6 separate regions of the Mus musculus genome follow, and regions 1, 3, 4, 5 and 6 are each linked to region 2. The links are chromatin contacts, called in public Hi-C and HiChIP or PLAC-seq maps. All regions are on one chromosome and are shown on one strand. The core of a region is the stretch at or near the end of the contact, and the rest is flanking DNA. Distances in the headings are between cores, read along the strand shown. Region 1 holds the start of C2cd4c (C2 calcium-dependent domain containing 4C). Region 2 holds the start of Ccdc105 (coiled-coil domain containing 105). Region 3 holds the start of Mier2 (MIER family member 2). Region 4 has its middle 28 kb from the start of Vmn2r83. Region 5 holds the start of Plpp2 (phospholipid phosphatase 2). Region 6 holds the start of Shc2 (SHC (Src homology 2 domain containing) transforming protein 2).

Region 1 (2,700 bases), core at 164-2,663, 860 kb after region 2:
AGCAGCGATACAGAGCGAGACAGCAGAGGGGACCCGAAGGGGGACGACTCAGCAGAGGACCCTGTGTCACTTTCCCCGCCACTGAAGTAGCGGCTAGGGCTCATCAGGGCCCCCCCAACCTCCCGGGATCCCCCATCACCTCCATTGCCCTTGGCCCCTGCTCGCCGGCGGCCAGCACCAGGGGATCCGACCTGGGCCAGGGCCCCGTGCTCACTGTGGAAAAGGGACTCCTTGCGCCTGGTGTGGGGGCTCTCGGCCAGTGTGGCAAAGCCATAGGATGTCTGAGCCTTGGGCACAGAGGGCAATGACATGGCACCCTGCGCCTGGGGGTCAGCGTTGGTGGCTTCCTCGGCTGTCCAGTCCTCCGCACTCTCTATCTGAATCACATGTCGTGTGGCTGCCTTCAGCAGGCTCCTGCTCTCTGAGGCCAACTTGGCCGGCAGCCGGGGACTGCGAGGTGCTCGACGGGGCCCAGGTGAAGCCAGGTTTTGCTCTGAGGTGGAGGGGCCCAGGTCCGCCTGTCCCTCAGCCTCTGTGGGGCCAGAGGGCAGCTTGGGCGGGATGAAGAAGTCGGGGATCTTGTCCGGAGTCAGCACGTTGCTATACAAGGGACCCTTGGAAGACTTGTCCCCAGCCTCACCGCGGCTGGCTCCGTTCTCCCCAGACCCCCGAAGTCGTTCCAAGAACCACATGTTGGTTTTTCTCATGAGGGCGACAGGCAAGAGACCAGGAGTCTGAGGAAAGAAATAGGAGTCAGAAGTGACACTTGTGCTCAAATGTCACCTGTCAGGGCTGTCAAAGGGTCGGACTTGTGTTAAGGGGTCACCTTAGGGTTATCAAGAAGTTGGCATTTATGCCCAGCTGTCAACTGACTGTCAGGGATGTCAGGGGGTGGTACTGTACATGGGAGTCATCCGCCAGGGCCCCATGGGCTTGACACCTGGTTCAGGGGTCACCACCTGTTAGGGTTGAAGCCAGCGTAGTGTAGGATCACGCTGAGCACTTGGGGCGCCCTGAGCAGGGTCAGTCTCCCACGCGAGCTGGGCCCGGCCTGTATCCTGCGCACCCACCCACCACCACCTCAGGGGATCGGGGTCCCCCCAGGGAACCACAGGCCTGAGCATCCCGGCCCCGCCCCCAGCTGCCACCCACCTGTGGCTTCACTCAGCTGCTGCGCTGTGCGTTGGGGGAGGCGGCGACAGCCCTGGGCCCGGTGCAGCGAACTGACCGCGCCCCCGACTCCCTGTGCGCCGGGTATGGGTAGCGCGGAGCGCGCTGGGCTCACCTGCCCCACGGGCTGCGGCGACTCCGGAACGCGGAGCTAGGCTACAGCCCGGCGCAGCTGCGAGCGAGGCGGTAGCGCAGTGGCCAGCTCTCCTCTCGGCGCGGGAAACCGCCCACCAAGCCGTATTCCTCCGATTGCGGCCGCGCGCCCGCGTCCTCGCAATCCGCGAGGGGCGGGGCCTCCCGAACTGGCGGGGAATCGGGGGCAGGGCTCCTAATATAAATAGGGCGGGTCTGCATGCGGAGCTGGGCCTAGGAGACAGTCTCCTGGTTCAAGCTGAGGAGGGGGGAGGCGGAGCTACTGGTAAATAGGGTGGAGCCTGAAGAAGGGGCGGAGCTGGCAGGAGTGTCTGGACTACATTGTTCCAGCCAGGGGCAGGGTTGGTAGCACTGAACCACCTGCCTGGTACAGGGTGGATGGGGCATTGCCTCCTGGTACAGAGAAAGAGTTCTGTGAGGGGTGAGGGGTGATACCAACTTGTATAGCCTGTGGTCCTGGGCAAGACCCAGACTACTGATCTAAGCCTCCTGATGCTAGACTGAATGGAATACATAGAGTCTGGAAGGGGAGCTGAGGGGCGGGGCTTGTGTCACTGAATCCAGCTGAGTCTAGCTGTACCACTTCTAGTCCCAGCCTCTCCTCTCAGCTCTGGGGAACACAACAGATCCCTTCACTAGCCAGCTGGTCTTCAACCAATAATAATAACTCTAATGATTGGAATTGGGAACTGAGTCCCAATCAGCCTCTACATGACCTTCTCCATCTCTGGTTCCCATGGCCACCCAGCAGGGAGTCAGTCATCCTCAGCGTTTGTAGATGAGGTGACAATTTCACTCTAGGAGAACAACCCACCCAGAGAAAGGCCTGGTCACTGTTGGCTGGGTTTCCACAGCTCAGCATCAGGTACTTGGTGTAATACACCTTCCATGGGCCTACATTTATCTGGTACCCATCTATGGCCAAATGACCCAGATGCTGGGAACAGTCTGATGGCTATCCTAGTGACCAATGAAACAGGTAGCCATGGAACAACACACCGGCGAATGACAATATAGGTGTGTGGCTCTCCATGACAAAGCTATAACAGTCCTGGAGTGGTGACACACACCTTTAATTCCAGCATTTGGAGGGGGAGGGGAGCAGAGGCAGGCAGATCTCTATGTGAGTCTAGCCAGGTCTACATAGCAAGTTCCAGGACAGCCAAGGTTACATAGTGAGACTGTCTCAAACCAAACAAAAACAAAACAAACAAAAATCTTGTAACAGGAAATCTAGAGGGCAATGGAAGAAACTGCCATCCATCAGCCATGGCAAAAGAGACCTAGCAGGGTAAGGCCAGGCTCAACCTAAGGTTAGCTACAGGATCACAGCCCCCAGGAACCAGGTGCCTTGGGCTTGCTCTACTGGCGCTTCAA
Region 2 (2,700 bases), core at 175-2,674:
GCGGTGGGGATGGGGGAGGTGGGCGGGAGGTGGGGCGAGGAGAGGGGTCTACCCTCATAGCTTAGATTTGAAACAGTTTTTCTATTGGGGAAAGGCACCTGGGCTGTTCTTTTGGAAGTTCCCTGACAGGAACGAAGATATTCTAAAGAGACACGTAAGTCCTTCAATCTAACTATTAACAGACCCCCAAGAAACTGGAATTCACCCCAGATATCTCCTCCTGGGGAAAGGAAAAGGCCTGGTACCAGGTGGAGGAGAAACTCTCATCCCAGAAGGGATTTCACATTGTACTGACAGCTAACCAGACCCTTGGTCGAAAGAGACTGAGCCTAGACAAAAGGTCAGCGATGGGCAGGGCCACGCCTTAACTCGAACGGCTTAGATGTGGGTAGTGTGGCTCCCTCTTTAAACTTTAATCTCTCAGAACAACGAAAATGGACAGCAGAGGGTTACTGGAGGGATATTTTTGCCCTTCTTCGAGAAGTGCTCTCATTGGTTAAATACCCTATCTGCTTTTTACTATTAATTTTTCTGTTCTACTTGGTGTATAGAGGACGGGTGGCCGAACCTGGTTTCTTGGAGGCACAGATTGTGACCTCAATTTCAGTAACAATTTTTGGGAAACTCAGGCTTTGGAACTTGGAGGTGTAGCCACCCTATTTTGCGGGTGTCCTCGCTGGAGATGGAGAATAGGGTGTGTTGTCTGTCTGAAGAAGGAAGCATCAACCTCTGTCTCTGGTGTGGTGGCGGGGAGGGTCGCACCTTCTCACACTTAGGTCGGTAGCCCCGCAACTTGACGCTCTGCTGATTGATGAGCAGGCCCTTGCGCACCTCGCTGAGCCTGCGGTCAGTGGCCTCGCGCTGGCGCAGCAGCAGCCGCAGCTGCCCATTGATCTGGTGCTGTGCGCGGCCCAGGCGGGCGGCGGTGAGGCGCGCCCCGCGTGCGTGCGCGTGCACCACCTCGGCGGTTTGCTGGGCACGCGCGTCGCGGTGCATAGGCAGCGGTAGGCGCGCGTACCAGGCCGGGGGCTTCATCTTCCCTTTCCATAGGGTGACGCCTTCTCCGGGCGGTGGCTTTTCCAGGGTGCCGCCCCCTTTGAGCATCTCTACCCGAAAGCGCCAGGGTTCCATGTAGGCGGCGCGGCCCAGGTGGTGTGCCACGTTCGGGTCCAGTACACTGTCCTTGGGCTGCCACATGGTCACCGCCTCCTGCCCACAGCGATCGGTCAGAAGGTGTGCCTTGCGAGACGTGGCCTTGGCCGCCTGGCGCCATTCTGGAGCCCCAACGCGCGAGTCCTGGCCCGGGTCGGTGGAAGGGAGCAACACAGGCATGGTTCCTTATTTAGTGCCCGCGATCTCCTCGGAGAATGGACAGGGGTCCACCCAGCCCTAACCACACACCACTCTTTACTGGTGGCTAGAATGCGTGCTCCCAGAGCTCCCCTCACCGTGGCAACCAGGACAACCATGGAGATTGCGTTCCAGGGGCGGGGGATGGGAAAGGCAAAATGGAGAACTAGGCCTGGAAATTCAGACTGTATTCCTTGAGGGAGCCGCTTTTATGGAGTTCCTCTCTCATTGTTTCTCTTGATTTTGGAAATGTGTCAACCAACCTATATCTACTAGTAGATAACACAGCCTTGCATTTGGAAAATCCTAAGGAATTCACAAACTAGTACTAATATTAGTAGTTTTGAAGTATACATGAATACCATATACATATATTTGTGTGTGTACACCACCACAGGGTGTATGTACTGGTGAGAGGCATTGTGCAGTAATTCGTTCATCATGAGGGGTCCCGGAATCATACTGAGCCATCTTGTTGGCTCCCAATTATGTTTTTATACTCCTGAAATGAACAATCAACAAAACAAAACAAAACCCAAAAAACAAACAACAACAAAACCAGAAAAAACCCCAACAAACAACAGCAACCTGAATTAATACAATTCCTGGGCAGGAGAGATGGCTCAGTAAGGTTAAGAGCACATATAGCTCTTCTGAGAACTTGAGTTCAATTCCTATCACCCACATCAGATGGTTTACAACTGACTGACACCTAGGGGAATCTGACACCTCGGACCTCTGTGGGCACTGCATTCATGTGGACAGATCACCCCCCCCCCCATACACAGAATTAAATAATAAAAATATATAAATGAAAAAAAGACTACAATTTCTGAAGCTGGGAAGATGGCTCAGCTGGTAAAGTGCTTGCCTTACAATACAACATCTGAATTTGATTTCCAGAACCTACATGAAAACATGCCAGGCTGACCCGGTGGTGAGATTGTAATCTCAGCACTGGGTATGCTAAAATGAGGATTTCTGGGGCTGGCTGGCCACTAGTTGACCTGGCCACCTCCTGGGGAGTGAGAGATCCTGTCTCAAAAATGGTGGAAGAGCTAGCTAAAGACAGACACCTGAGGTTTTATGCACCTTAAACAAACAAACCAAAACAATGCAATTCCACTTAAAATAGAGTAAAAAAGATTAAAATATGTAATACTCTCCAGCTCTTAGGACAGTCTAAGTTCTTTCTTACCTCAAAATTGAGAACTCTTTTCTTCTCATAGAATTTTCCTTTGCTGACTTCGTGGTTTACTTCATTTCGATCTTCAGAACCCAGCTTATATATCTTAAAGGAGTCTTTCTCTACTATGACCACAGTGAGCTTTACTCTCCTATTGCACAGGG
Region 3 (2,700 bases), core at 122-2,621, 800 kb after region 2:
GTGGCAGCTAGGACATCCCGAGAGACGGGTTCAGCCTGTCTCCACCCACATGGAGCTAGGACATGGGACAAACAAGGGAGCTAAACCAAGGGACAGGAATGAAGAAAACGGGTGGGAGCTGGGCAGCTGGGGTCAGAGGTGGCGTCCTAGAGACCAGATGAAGTGGGACAACTGACAGGCAACTCTGTAGGAATTCCGACTACAAGAAAGAAACCCAGGGGCTGGATGGTCTCATGAGGACTGCAAAGGATAGGCACAGCGAAGAGGTGTGGCTTAGACTAAGAACGGGACAAGCCACCAGCTCAAAGAGATGGCTGAGACACACACTAACCAAGTAGCTGACACTGAGGACTTCTATGTAACCACTGCCACTTTCATGAGTTCAAAACATGGATGCAGCAAAACACCCTCTCAGTTATAGAAAGGCACCACCAGGTTCCCACTTAAGATGAGGAAACTGAGGCAGAACCCTTCCAAATCCTAGACTCCAGGAGAGCACGTAAGCACAGGCTGGGGAGTCTCCACCACCCATGCCACACAGGGCAGAGCAGCCCAAGAGCACCCACTTGGCCGCCATGCCCCAAAAGGGGTATCGGTTGATCTATCTTGTCTTCAGAAGGTCTGCTTCCCCAAAGGCCCCCTAAAGAAGGAACTAAACCCCTAAGAACCCTCTGAGTCAACCAGCCAGAGTTGTCCAACGGGGCCCCCAGATCCCGACCCTGTGGCCCACGCGCGGGCCTGTTGCTGCCCCAAGCTGCCCCACTCGCGCACTGTGCAGAGTTCCAGTACCGGAGTGGCGGATTCGCAGCGCGTCGCTGGGGGCTGGTCCCGGAGTTCAGCGGCCGCACCCCGAGGTGCAGGTCAGCTCTGGGCTGTGCGCCGCAGCCCCGCACCCGCGGGGAGGCCCGCGCTCTCGCTCCCACAGCCAGACGAACTCCACGCGCGAAACTTTCCGCTCGCAGAGAGCCGCCGACTCCGCGCCCTGCTCATCCCCAACGCGCCGGAATGCGGTCCCCGCGCCGCCGTCCCAGACGCCAGCGCCGCACACCCACCCGGTCCGCGGCGCCCTCCCGCCGCGCGGCCCCGGGTCTCGGCCCCGCACCCGGCCGCCCGCGCCTCGCGCCCCTCCCCCCCGCCCGCCCGCGCATGCGCACCATAGCCGAGATGGGGAAGGGGGGTCGTCGGGCGCCCACGGGGCTCATGCTCCGCCCGGTAATAGTGGGGAGGCTCGAGGCGCTCGGACTGGGAGAGCACGGGCCGGACCAGGTCGACCCAGGGCAGTGTGTGGGAGGGGCCGCTACCCAGCCGCTCACTCACCTCCGCCATGGCCGAGCGTGCGCGCGGGAGGCGGCGGCCGCGCGGGTCCCCGGATGCGGTGCCGCGCGCTTATTGGCGGAGGAGCTGGGAGGCGGAGTGGGGCGGGGCCGCAGGAGGCGCGTAGTAGGTGTGCTGGCGAGGAGCGGAGATCTATAGCCTGGGTCCGGTGTACCCCACGCCCGTACATCAGCCAATCAGCTGATTCCTGTGTGTCCACAGGTGAGGGAGATGGCGCAAACAGGGAACAAGCCACAGGTGAAGAACAGTCTACAAGTGAAGAGGTTCCACAGGTGAGGGGACAATCTAGCAGTGAGGGGTTTGGGTCCCGAAGTGAAATGGGTATGGTCTGGAGGTGAGGGGAAGGTCCAGAAGTGATGGGGAATGGACTAGAGGTGAGAGGGGATAGTCCAGAGATGAAGGGGAGGATGTCTTGAAATGAGGGAGAATGAGATGAAACAACTGACAGGTGAGGGATGGTCTAGGGGTGAGGGGGTGGTCCTGAGGTGAAGGACACTGGTACAGAGAGCAGGGCATGAGAGCCTCCAGAACAGGTGCACAAACCTGACTTTCGCTGTCAGGAGGGTGCAGACAGAATGGGAGAGGCAGACCGGTGGGCAGACCTAGGCTTGCAGAGGTGAAGGCCTCTGGTCTACACAAGTCACCAAATGACTCTTCCTTCCCTCTGGGGCCAGGACCAAGCTGGGAGGTGAAGGCACCACTAAGGTTCAAGCACAAAAGCTGTCTCCCACCCCTGAGGATTTGCCCAAGACAGAAAGTCTGCCCCCTGCTCGTTTGGTGGGTTCATCATTCCATGAACCTGAGTCAGTCAGTCCTAACCCAAAAAGAGAACTGTGACAAGGATCACTAGAGAAAGCCAGGCATGGTCGCCCATACTTGTAACTCCAGTGCCCAGGAGGCTGAGGCATGAGAGTTACTATCAGTTTGAGGCTAGCATGGGCTTTGGAGCGAGACCCTGCCTCAAGAAACCAAGCTACTGGGTATGGTGCCACAAGCCTTTAATCCCAGCACTCAGAAGTCAGAGGCAAACAGGTCTCTGTGAGTTGGAGGTCTATGTAGCAAGTTCTGGGACAACCTTGGCTACGTAGTAAGACCCTATATGTGTCAAGACAAACAACAATAGCAAACACACACAAATTAACCAATTACCAAAGGTTAAGCAATTGGATGAATGGATGAGCAGAAAGATTCTTCAAGGTTAGGGCTTTCTTTCCCATGGACCTGATAGTTGCAATGGGGAACTGAGGTGACCTTTCAGCCAGCTGGGAAATATGAGCATCATTAGGGGAGGTGGACACTCAGCATTTCCTCAGGTGATGCCTAGACAACATCTCTCATCCAGGCCAGAGTTCAGAAACTGTTGAC
Region 4 (2,700 bases), core at 199-2,698, 740 kb after region 2:
TCTGGTCAGTCAGGCATGGGAGGGCTACCATACACTTTCCAACTCCCCAGGTGGGCACCTAAGCCTCTGACCCACTCTTCGGGGGTGGAAAAGGGGCAGCCCTACCTGAGAGCCCCGGAGCTACCTTGCTTAAGGCACCCAGGTTATGGGAGAGAGAGATGAGGAAAGAGAGGTTTCCAACACCGGCAAGAGTGAGCACAGCAGATCTTGACTGGAGCAAAGACTCTCTATGGTTTTAGAGCTTTATTATAGAAAGACAGGGAGAAAGAGAAAAGGGAGAGAGAGGGGGGAAGGCTAGAGTGAAAGAGAGTAAGAGGGAAAGAGGAGAGAGGAGAGGAGAGGAGAGGAGAGGAGAGGAGAGGAGAGGAGAGGAGAGGAGAGGAGAGGAGAGGAGAGGAGAGGAGAGAGAAGGAGAAAACAAAGAAAGAGGAGAGAGGAGAGAGAGGGTGAGAGTGAGGAGTAAAAGGTAAGAGAGTGAGAAGTAAGAGAGCGAGGTGGGGGCCTAACAGCCCCTTTTATGGTCTTTACTGTTGCTAGGTAACTGGGGAGGAGTTTAGCCAAGGTCAGAAGCTTGGGCCATTGCCCTACGTGACTTCTAGCCATGCTTCTCTTCTGGGGCTGTGGGGGGCAGTAACTTGGGCAAGAGCCAGAGTACCAGGAGCATGAAGGAACTCCTACTGTGTCATGTAGGTGAATTATTAATCAGCATTTTTGGGACTCAGACCTCAGCTCAACTGGAGACCAGCCTGTCTGTGCATAGCCCAATGCCCCACAGGATATTAGCCATATATCGAATGTGGAATTAGTGTACATTTTTCCCAATCTGTAGGTTGCCAATTTCTCTCATTGAATATGTCCTTTGCCTTAAAAAAGCTTTCCAGTTTCATGAGGTCCCATTTATCAATTCTTGATCTTAAAGCAAGAGCCATTGGAGTTCTGTTGAGAAAATTACCCCCTGTGCCAATGAGCTCAAGGCTCTCTCCCACTTTCTTTTCTATTAGATTCAGTGTATCTGGTTTTATGTTAAGGCCCTTGGTCTACTTGGACTTGAGCTTTGTGCAAGGTGACAAATATGGGTCTATTTTCAGTTTTCTACATACAGACAGCCAATTAGACCAGCATAATTTATTGAAAATGCTTTCTATTTTCTGTCCTTTATTTTTGGTGTGTTTTTCAAAGATCAAGTGTCCATAAGTGTGTGATTTTATTTCTGGGTCTTCTACTCTATTCCATTGATTAACATGTCTGTCTCTGTACCAATAGCATGCAGTTTTTATCACTATTGCTCTGTAGTGAAGCTTGAGATCAGGTGTAATGCCCCCACCCCACCCAGCCTGAAGCAGGCTGAGCCAGACCTTGACCTTGCTGCCACTAAGATTACCTAGGGTGGAGCCTTTCTCCCTAGATCACTCTATTGTTCAGCCACTGCCTCTGTTCTCCTTCAAGACACTGTTACCTGCTGAGAGGCTGCTGAGCTATTCTGGAGACTACACCCTATCCTGCACTTTGTCATCACCTGCAGCTGGTTCCAGGCTCCAAGAATGGATTGGAGGGGGGGCTCACCCCCTTTATAAACACATTTGCCATTAAACATTTGAACTTTGATCAAGAATCTTGACTTACCTCCATTTTTCTCTCGACCACCTAGTTCCCCTCTTTTTTTTTTTTTTTTTTTTTTTTTTTTTTTTTTGCCTCCCAGGTGAAACCTGGTCCATGTGAGCCACGGGTTGGCTTCCAACATTCTGGTGCCTGGGACCAGGGACCTAGGGAATGGCAGAAAAACACTGGAGGAATGCTGCTTGGTGTGCAGCTCCATGGGAAGAAAAAGAAAAGGATCATATTGGGCACCGAAGCAACAGGTACACATGCTAGCGCTAGCTTAAAACTTCATTTTTTAAAGTGTTGCTAGAGGTGCGGGAGGATACGGGCTAAGTTTGGAATCAGTGCTAACCCAACGCTGGTTTCCACTTAGGTTCAGCAGCAAATTATTCGGAACTGATCAGGCGATTGTCCGCAGTTTTCAAAAACTACTTTAGGCAAGAGAAAAAGGGGTTTAAATTAAATAATCAGGCAGATGTCCGCAGTCAGGAGCTGCATCAGGCGGCAGGAACAGGGTTTGTAATAATAAAATAATATAGAGGAAAATGGATTTTGAAACTCTCCCAGAGGCAGAGAAAAATTCGGGGGACACCCTGCCTTTTTCTCTCTGGCACCTACAGCAGAAGTTCTCTGCCCTCTGTGTATTGTCTAATGTCTAGTCTAATGTCTGGTGCACCAGGTGTCGATCCATGTGTGTTCATGTCTAGTTGTCTGAATGACTGAATGTTCTGTGTTTCATGTTGGAAAATAAAGATGGCTAAAACTTTATCTGCTGGTTCAGCAAAGCCAAGACAGGCCACACACTTTAGCCAAGGATCAGGCACAGCAGGGGAGCCACTGCTGGAAAAGCTGCTCTCAAAGAAAGGGAGTCTGCAGCCTCTTAGTTTTGGGGCAAAAAAGCTGATAGATGTTTTTTTCCTGGAGGGTTCTCTGCAATCATGATTAATGTGTTTGGCAAATGACAAGGTGCTTTTTTTAATCTTATAATTGTAGCTAGAAAAATCGAAATTCTTTGATTGGTCTAAAGTTATTAGACTTGTGTAGCCGCTTCATTTGGTTTTTTTACTGGTCTTAGAGGTGTAATATGCTCTGTGTGTCTTC
Region 5 (2,700 bases), core at 180-2,679, 780 kb after region 2:
AGGGGAGAGAGGAAGAGCAGGGAAGAGCAGGGAAGAACATGGAGATGGTTAGAGAGAAGATCAAAGAGAAGAGAGTATCAGAAAAGATGAGAGAGGAAAGAGGGGGTTCAGAGGAAATAGAGGAGCTGAGGTCAGAGGAGGATGTGAGAGATCAGGGGAAACACACATCTTCTGCATAGGAGGAGGTAAACTCCAAGGATCTGGTGGTAGAGAGCAACACTGAAGACAACTGAAGTTAGTGAATCCTCAGCAGACAAGCCAGGCAGACCACAGCTGTGCAAGGTCTGGACGAACCTAAAGCCCTGAACATGGCTGGGTTGCATGGCAGGTGTGGGCCAGGACACTGGCTCCCAGCTGTGTCCCCTCTTCTTCCTCCACCTGCAGTGGGTATTTGTAGGGTACTTTGTTCCCACCAACAGGAAAGGGCCTCCTTCACTCTGGCTGCAAGGCTTCCCTATCACCACCCAAAGTGTGCACTGACTCCAGTGTTCATTCAGCCACTCAGAGGCATAGGCCTCCTCCTGCTGCTGTGACTTCCCAGGTAGCTCCGCCCCTGGGGACTCAGGACTTTCCAAGGAAAAATGTAGACTATTTCCAAGTCCTGTAGTCCCTGGCATACAGTTAAAGCAACAGAAATGGTTCTACAAACCCATACACTTAAAAAGGGTGCCAATGGCTGAGGGGTGTCCCACGGGCTTTCTGGCTGCCAACGGGCCCAGCTAAAATGAGTATCCTTCCGGGATATGGAAGGTGGAAGGGGAGGGAGATGCAGAATGAAGGAAGATAGAGGCACCCCGTCACCGTCACCGCCTTGGGTTAGAATCCAGCCACTGTCCCCTGGGCCCCAACGAACACTTGGCCTTTGTTCGAGCCTGGGGGGTTCGGGACGCTCCTCCCAGCGGCCTGAACCGGAATGGCAGGTTTGTCTGTGCGAGCCTAGCTGTCCCCGCCTCCCGAGGGCACAGTGCTGGACCTTGGCCATGGGTCACTGGCCTGCAGGGTCTTGGTTCTGCCCCGCCCGTGTGAGTCACATCGCTCCGCGGCACTCGAGCGACTTCCTGCTGCCAGGACCCTCCACCCAGGAACAGCTACAGGTAGACAGGCAGCCCCGATCCCGCCAGGAGCCCAGGAGGGCTGGCGGGGTGCTCACAGGGAAGTGTAAAGCATTGGTCACCATCGTCCGCATCTCTAACGCACACTGGCCAGAGGGACCGAGGGAGTGTGCACCTGGGAAAAAGTCCCCGCACCCGGGGCTGAGGCTCTTACCGACCAACACGCACAGCACGTCCAGCAGCACGAAGACCCACCTCCGCTCCATGTCGCCCCGGCCCAGGGACGCCCGCGACCCCCGCTTGCCCCAGCTGTCCCGGCAGCCCCAGGATCACATGGCGGTGGAGACTGCCGGACCCAGGGAAAGGGCAGGGCTTGACGAAAGGGCCCGGGCGAGGCGGAGGCGGGGCTGAGGGAGGGCGTGGCATGAAGAGAAAGTGCGGAGGCGGGAGGGCAGGAGAGGGCGGAGGCCCTGAGGGGTGTGTTTGCCACCTTGACCCGGGCGCGCAGGGGCAGGGGCTGGGATGGGCGGGTGTGGGAGCGTGTCTCAGGACAAACTGAAGTCCCCTATTTGGGAGGGATCTCCAAGCTGGGATCCGAGAATCTCAGGGCTGAGAACAAGACTCAGAAGTGTTGACTGGGGTCTCCATGCAGAAAGGAGTCTTCCAGCTGGGAGGGGCCACCAGAACTCAAGACTGTAGGCTGGAGGTCACCCAGGTGTCCCCAACACTTGGGCGGGGTTCTGCAGTGATAATGCAGAGTTGCAGAGAGGGCAAGCCGACAACCGCCTGGGCAGCACTCCTAAGTTGATCTCAACCTTTCCAGAGGAGGGCACCTGTGCTGGACACAGTGACACTTCTAAACCCATAAGTACCTTAGCATGGGATGACCAAACTCAGGCAGAAGCCCACCTTCCCTCTAAAGTAGCATCTTGTAGTTGCTGTCAGGTTGGAAGGTTTCAAGACCCTTCATGGTGGGAAGGTCAGGATCATGCCTTAACACAGGCTGTATCCACTCTAGAGAATGCCACAGAGATTCTGAAATTGACCTATGATGGGTGGGACCCAGCCTACCCTGTTCAGGGGGTGTCCTGAGACCCTGGGCCAGGGACACTTGGGAGCCAAGGGCATGTAGACTCTGGAAAGAAAGGCCAGGATCTCCAAAACCCACACTGAATCCTTTGTAAGAGGCCACAGCGTGAAGCCTCCACTCCAGAGACTCCAGCTCCTTGATGCCTCCACGGAGGCCACACTCAGAGCCAGTCAGACCTTCCTCCACCACAAGGTTGACTTGAGTCCAGGATGTTTGAGACTTGAGGGCAGGGAAGGTCAGGAAAGAGACAACCCCTTGCTGAAGGTCCAAAAGGTCTCCCCTGACCTTCTCTCCTGCAGGATGTCACCTAGGCAGAGTTGACCTGAGAGGTCCTCAGAGAACCCAAGTGCCTGTGCTTTGGTGCTGGGGGGGAGCAGCATGCAGTGACCTGTTCGGGGTAAGGGAGGGTCCCTGCATCCTAGAAAGTGGCCTATAAAATGGGCAGGCAGAGCTTTCAATACACTGTAACCTGTGCTACACACAGGACTGGACAAGGACTGTGCAGAAACCTGGCTTCAGGTCTTCATTCATGTCCCTCCCCCATGCCTACCTGACACC
Region 6 (2,700 bases), core at 54-2,553, 880 kb after region 2:
ACGTGGTACACCATCCCCCCACCCTTGCAAAGGTCACAATAGAAACCTGGGTAGGGGCTGGGGCTAAGCAGATACAGAGCTCAACTAACATGAAAAGGGCTGAGCTCCATCCCCAGCATCATAGGGAATGGGTGTGGTGGTGCATGACTGTCACCCTGGCTCTTGCAAAGTGGAAGCAGGAGGATCAGGAATGCAAGGTTATCCTCAGCTACATAGTGACTTCCAGGTCAGCCTGAGCTACATGAGACCCCGTTTCAAAAACAAAACAAAGAACAAAGGTCTGGAAGTGGTGACACTCATCTTAGCATCCCAATATTTGGGGTTGATAAGCCAGAATGATGGCCTGCAGCTGGAAGTCGCTATCCTCTGGCCAAATCCCTACCCCTTTCCACCTCTGCCAAAATAAAGGGGATAAACAAAGCCAGGCCCCTTCACTTCATCGGCTCTGATGTGGAATTTGGAACCCTGAGCCCTGAGCTTGAGTCCCCACTATAAGCCTGCAAAGTTGCTTTCTCCGGGGTCAGGGAACCCTCGGATACCTAGTCCTTATCTTAAGGACTCTCCCACCCAATAGCGGAGGGGGGGTGCGGCTAGCTTGCGCATGCGTGTGTCCCCTCCCTACCTGCGCCCTCTCCCCGCCCCTCCCCACGTGACGCCGTGAGAACCCGGACCCCAGCGCCTGCGAGTGGGGGCGGTCGAGAAGCGCGCGTACTGGAGACTGGGTTCCTGGGTTGTGGGGAGCGCTCACTTGGCTCTTGGGGTCCAAGAGACCAAACTGGGGGTGGGAGCGGTCCCCGACCACGGCGCGCCGGGAAAGAGGCTGAGCGCACTCACCCGAACGATGTAAGAGACCCCGGGCCCCAGGACCCTGGCATCGGGATGCAACCAGCCGTGCGCCGGCTTGTGAATGAAGCCGCCCTTGCGCACCCACTCGTCAGCGACATCCGGAGTCACCCGCGCGCCCCGCGTCCCCGAGCCCCGGCAGCGGCCGAGCGCGGGCAGCGGACAGGGCGCGGCGCAGCGCGGTTCGCAAGCGCCCAACACAGCGGCCAGCGCGGGGACCCCGGGCTCCGGCTGCGCCTCTGCCACCCCCGCCACGCGCGTCGCCGCGGGACCGCGGCCCAGGAAGCTACCCGGCGCTGCGAACTTCCACTGCGGCATCCGCGGCAGCAGTGCGCAGAAGGTGGTGGGCGCCTCGGGCTCGGGGGCCGCGCGGCCACCCGGACCCTGCGTCATGGCCGCGGCCGCCGAGGAGCCCCGGCTGAGCCTGGTCCAGAGCCGTGCGCTCCTCCCCGCCGAGTGATGTCACCGCTCCGCGCAGCGCGCAGCCGCGGGGGGCTACACTCCTGGGACCCCGACCCTGTTCTGGCAGCGCCGCCTCCGACCTAGCGCAGCCTGCCGGGGCTCCCCGAGGGAATGTCCAGTCAGGCTCAGACCGATGGGGAAACTGAGGACAGGGGTCGCATACACGGGGCGGGGCGCCATTCTTCAACTTCCAAGTCTCTGCCTTCACTCCAGCAGCATCCTATCCTCCCTTCTTTTCTTCTAAATAGAGAAACTAAGGCCTGAAGTCGCAGGTGCAGGGAGTGATCCCCTAACCCCGAGGCCACCCTTCACCACTGTTCCAGCAACATCCTGCCCTTCTTTACTTCTAAGTTGAGAAACTGAGGCCTGGCTTTGTAGAGCTATCCTCCGGCCCCTAAGTATCCCTTAAGCCACTGTTCCACCGGGTTTGCTCAGTGAGGAAACCGAGGGCTAGGGTAAGGATAAGGCACAAAAGGGAACTTGAGGTCTGGGTGGTAGAGGCAGGATGAGACTATCCGGGTCCTTGACACGTTCAGTCATATCCTGCCCAACTTTACTTCTAAATAGGGTCCAAATAGGGCCTGGGCCAGTGCACAGGCTGGGGTCCAGGACAAGAGAACCTCAGACTCAGAGGGTACCCCCTCCAACTGAACCTTCTTTACTGGTTAGTGGGAAAACTGAACCCTGGAGCAAGGCCAAGGCTTAAAGGGAAACTGAGGCCTGGAAGTGAAGCAAGTGCCCAGGACACCGCGGGTGGCGCTGCGTCTGGAGAAGTCTAAAGGTGACCATGGGTCGCTTCTGCTGGCTCCTGGCCTGTTTCCTAGGCTGTAAGCAAAGGACATCCATCGGTTCTTTGGGTTCATATTGGAACCCGAGGGTCAGAACTCTCAGGCCTGCCAACAGCCCCAGCCCAGGCTCAAGAGACCTCGGAGACACCGATTCAGACCCCAAGGGGATTCCTTCTGTGAGGGAAGGGGTTGTCATCATCACCCTGCCTCTGTCCCCCGCCCTTTCCAGGACAGTACTGCCGGGAAACAAAGAGAAGAGTGCTGGGCGGGGCAGGGTGCGGAGGAGGGGCAAGGCCGGCCAGATCGATGCGAGAGAAACTAGATCACTGCCTGTGGAGGGGGCGGAGGCGCGCGCGCCTGGCTCTCAGCCACTTCCACACAGGCACTCTCAGGAGCCCAGCCAGGTCGCCTTTGGTGTTGTCTGCTGGAAGAGGAGCGCCACTGGGCTGAAGTCTGAAAAATGGCTGTAGAATCTAGCTGATTAAGTGTGGACCAAGGCGTTCCCGGTCTGGGTGCACAAACATCACTGAATGGGGAGGTTATAGGGCTGGCTCTACTCTTTAATCTGCGGCAACAAATGACGTAAATAATACTCTAATAAACTCCT

Evidence for each region. Hi-C and Micro-C count contacts between places; a contact is called where the count stands out from the background. HiChIP or PLAC-seq counts read pairs in DNA pulled down with a chosen protein or histone mark.
Region 1: an H3K4me3 HiChIP or PLAC-seq map of embryonic stem cells shows a contact between it and region 2, with 5 times the contacts expected there. The contact joins the promoter of C2cd4c here to the promoter of Ccdc105 in region 2. A contact is called at or near these places in 1 of 39 promoter capture datasets (the C10 cell line), 5 of 115 datasets of contacts at active chromatin or transcription factors (astrocytes and embryonic stem cells) and 1 of 9 other capture datasets (embryonic stem cells).
Region 3: a Hi-C map of embryonic stem cells shows a contact between it and region 2, with 2.4 times the contacts expected there. The contact joins the promoter of Mier2 here to the promoter of Ccdc105 in region 2. A contact is called at or near these places in 1 of 39 promoter capture datasets (hippocampal neurons), 1 of 484 Hi-C or Micro-C datasets (embryonic stem cells), 11 of 115 datasets of contacts at active chromatin or transcription factors (astrocytes, embryonic forebrain, embryonic stem cells and 2 more) and 1 of 9 other capture datasets (embryonic stem cells).
Region 4: a contact with region 2 is called in an H3K4me3 HiChIP or PLAC-seq map of embryonic stem cells, with 5 times the contacts expected there. The contact joins the enhancer-like site here to the promoter of Ccdc105 in region 2. A contact is called at or near these places in 8 of 39 promoter capture datasets (the C10 cell line, the HPC-7 cell line, cranial neural crest and 4 more), 2 of 15 datasets of contacts at CTCF or cohesin (large pre-B cells and pro-B cells), 7 of 484 Hi-C or Micro-C datasets (the AtT-20 cell line, B cells, CD4 T cells and 3 more), 5 of 115 datasets of contacts at active chromatin or transcription factors (embryonic stem cells and stem cell-derived neural progenitor cells) and 2 of 9 other capture datasets (embryonic stem cells and macrophages).
Region 5: a contact with region 2 is called in an H3K4me3 HiChIP or PLAC-seq map of forebrain, with 13 times the contacts expected there. The contact joins the promoter of Plpp2 here to the promoter of Ccdc105 in region 2. A contact is called at or near these places in 1 of 39 promoter capture datasets (neural stem cells), 2 of 15 datasets of contacts at CTCF or cohesin (embryonic stem cells and large pre-B cells), 4 of 484 Hi-C or Micro-C datasets (cerebral cortex, cortical neurons and embryonic stem cells), 8 of 115 datasets of contacts at active chromatin or transcription factors (the 230-238 cell line, embryonic forebrain, embryonic stem cells and 2 more) and 1 of 9 other capture datasets (embryonic stem cells).
Region 6: a contact with region 2 is called in an H3K27ac HiChIP or PLAC-seq map of embryonic stem cells, with 5 times the contacts expected there. The contact joins the promoter of Shc2 here to the promoter of Ccdc105 in region 2. A contact is called at or near these places in 7 of 39 promoter capture datasets (the C10 cell line, the HPC-7 cell line, cranial neural crest and 3 more), 5 of 484 Hi-C or Micro-C datasets (B cells, the P5424 cell line, cortical neurons and 2 more), 5 of 115 datasets of contacts at active chromatin or transcription factors (embryonic stem cells, forebrain, neural progenitor cells and 2 more) and 1 of 9 other capture datasets (embryonic stem cells).

The regions. Positions count from the first base shown.
Region 1 is chr10:79,612,605-79,615,304 of GRCm38.p6, forward strand. C2cd4c (C2 calcium-dependent domain containing 4C) reads right to left here and starts at 1,414. Exons shown (of 2, transcript NM_198614.3): 1 at 1,153-1,414; 2 at 1-734. The coding sequence starts at 707.
Region 2 is chr10:78,751,643-78,754,342 of GRCm38.p6, forward strand. Ccdc105 (coiled-coil domain containing 105) reads right to left here and starts at 1,425. Exons shown (of 7, transcript NM_027630.1): 1 at 763-1,425. The coding sequence starts at 1,332. The region is part of intron 1 of Gm30400 (predicted gene, 30400); the gene reads left to right.
Region 3 is chr10:79,553,757-79,556,456 of GRCm38.p6, forward strand. Mier2 (MIER family member 2) reads right to left here and starts at 1,372. Exons shown (of 14, transcript NM_001316699.1): 1 at 1,318-1,372. The coding sequence starts at 1,326.
Region 4 is chr10:79,495,468-79,498,167 of GRCm38.p6, forward strand. No RefSeq gene overlaps it. Among named protein-coding and RNA genes, the nearest start is that of Vmn2r83, 28 kb to the left of the region's middle. Within about 2 kb of position 1,449, at least 8 of the 459 cell types and tissues checked have an H3K27ac peak or open chromatin away from gene starts, as enhancers often do. A contact at or near this core is called in embryonic stem cells, where this site is marked.
Region 5 is chr10:79,532,358-79,535,057 of GRCm38.p6, forward strand. It overlaps Plpp2 (phospholipid phosphatase 2), which reads right to left and starts at 1,430. Exons shown (of 6, transcript NM_015817.3): 1 at 1,267-1,430. The coding sequence starts at 1,318.
Region 6 is chr10:79,636,615-79,639,314 of GRCm38.p6, forward strand. It overlaps Shc2 (SHC (Src homology 2 domain containing) transforming protein 2), which reads right to left and starts at 1,304. Exons shown (of 13, transcript NM_001024539.1): 1 at 835-1,304. The coding sequence starts at 1,236.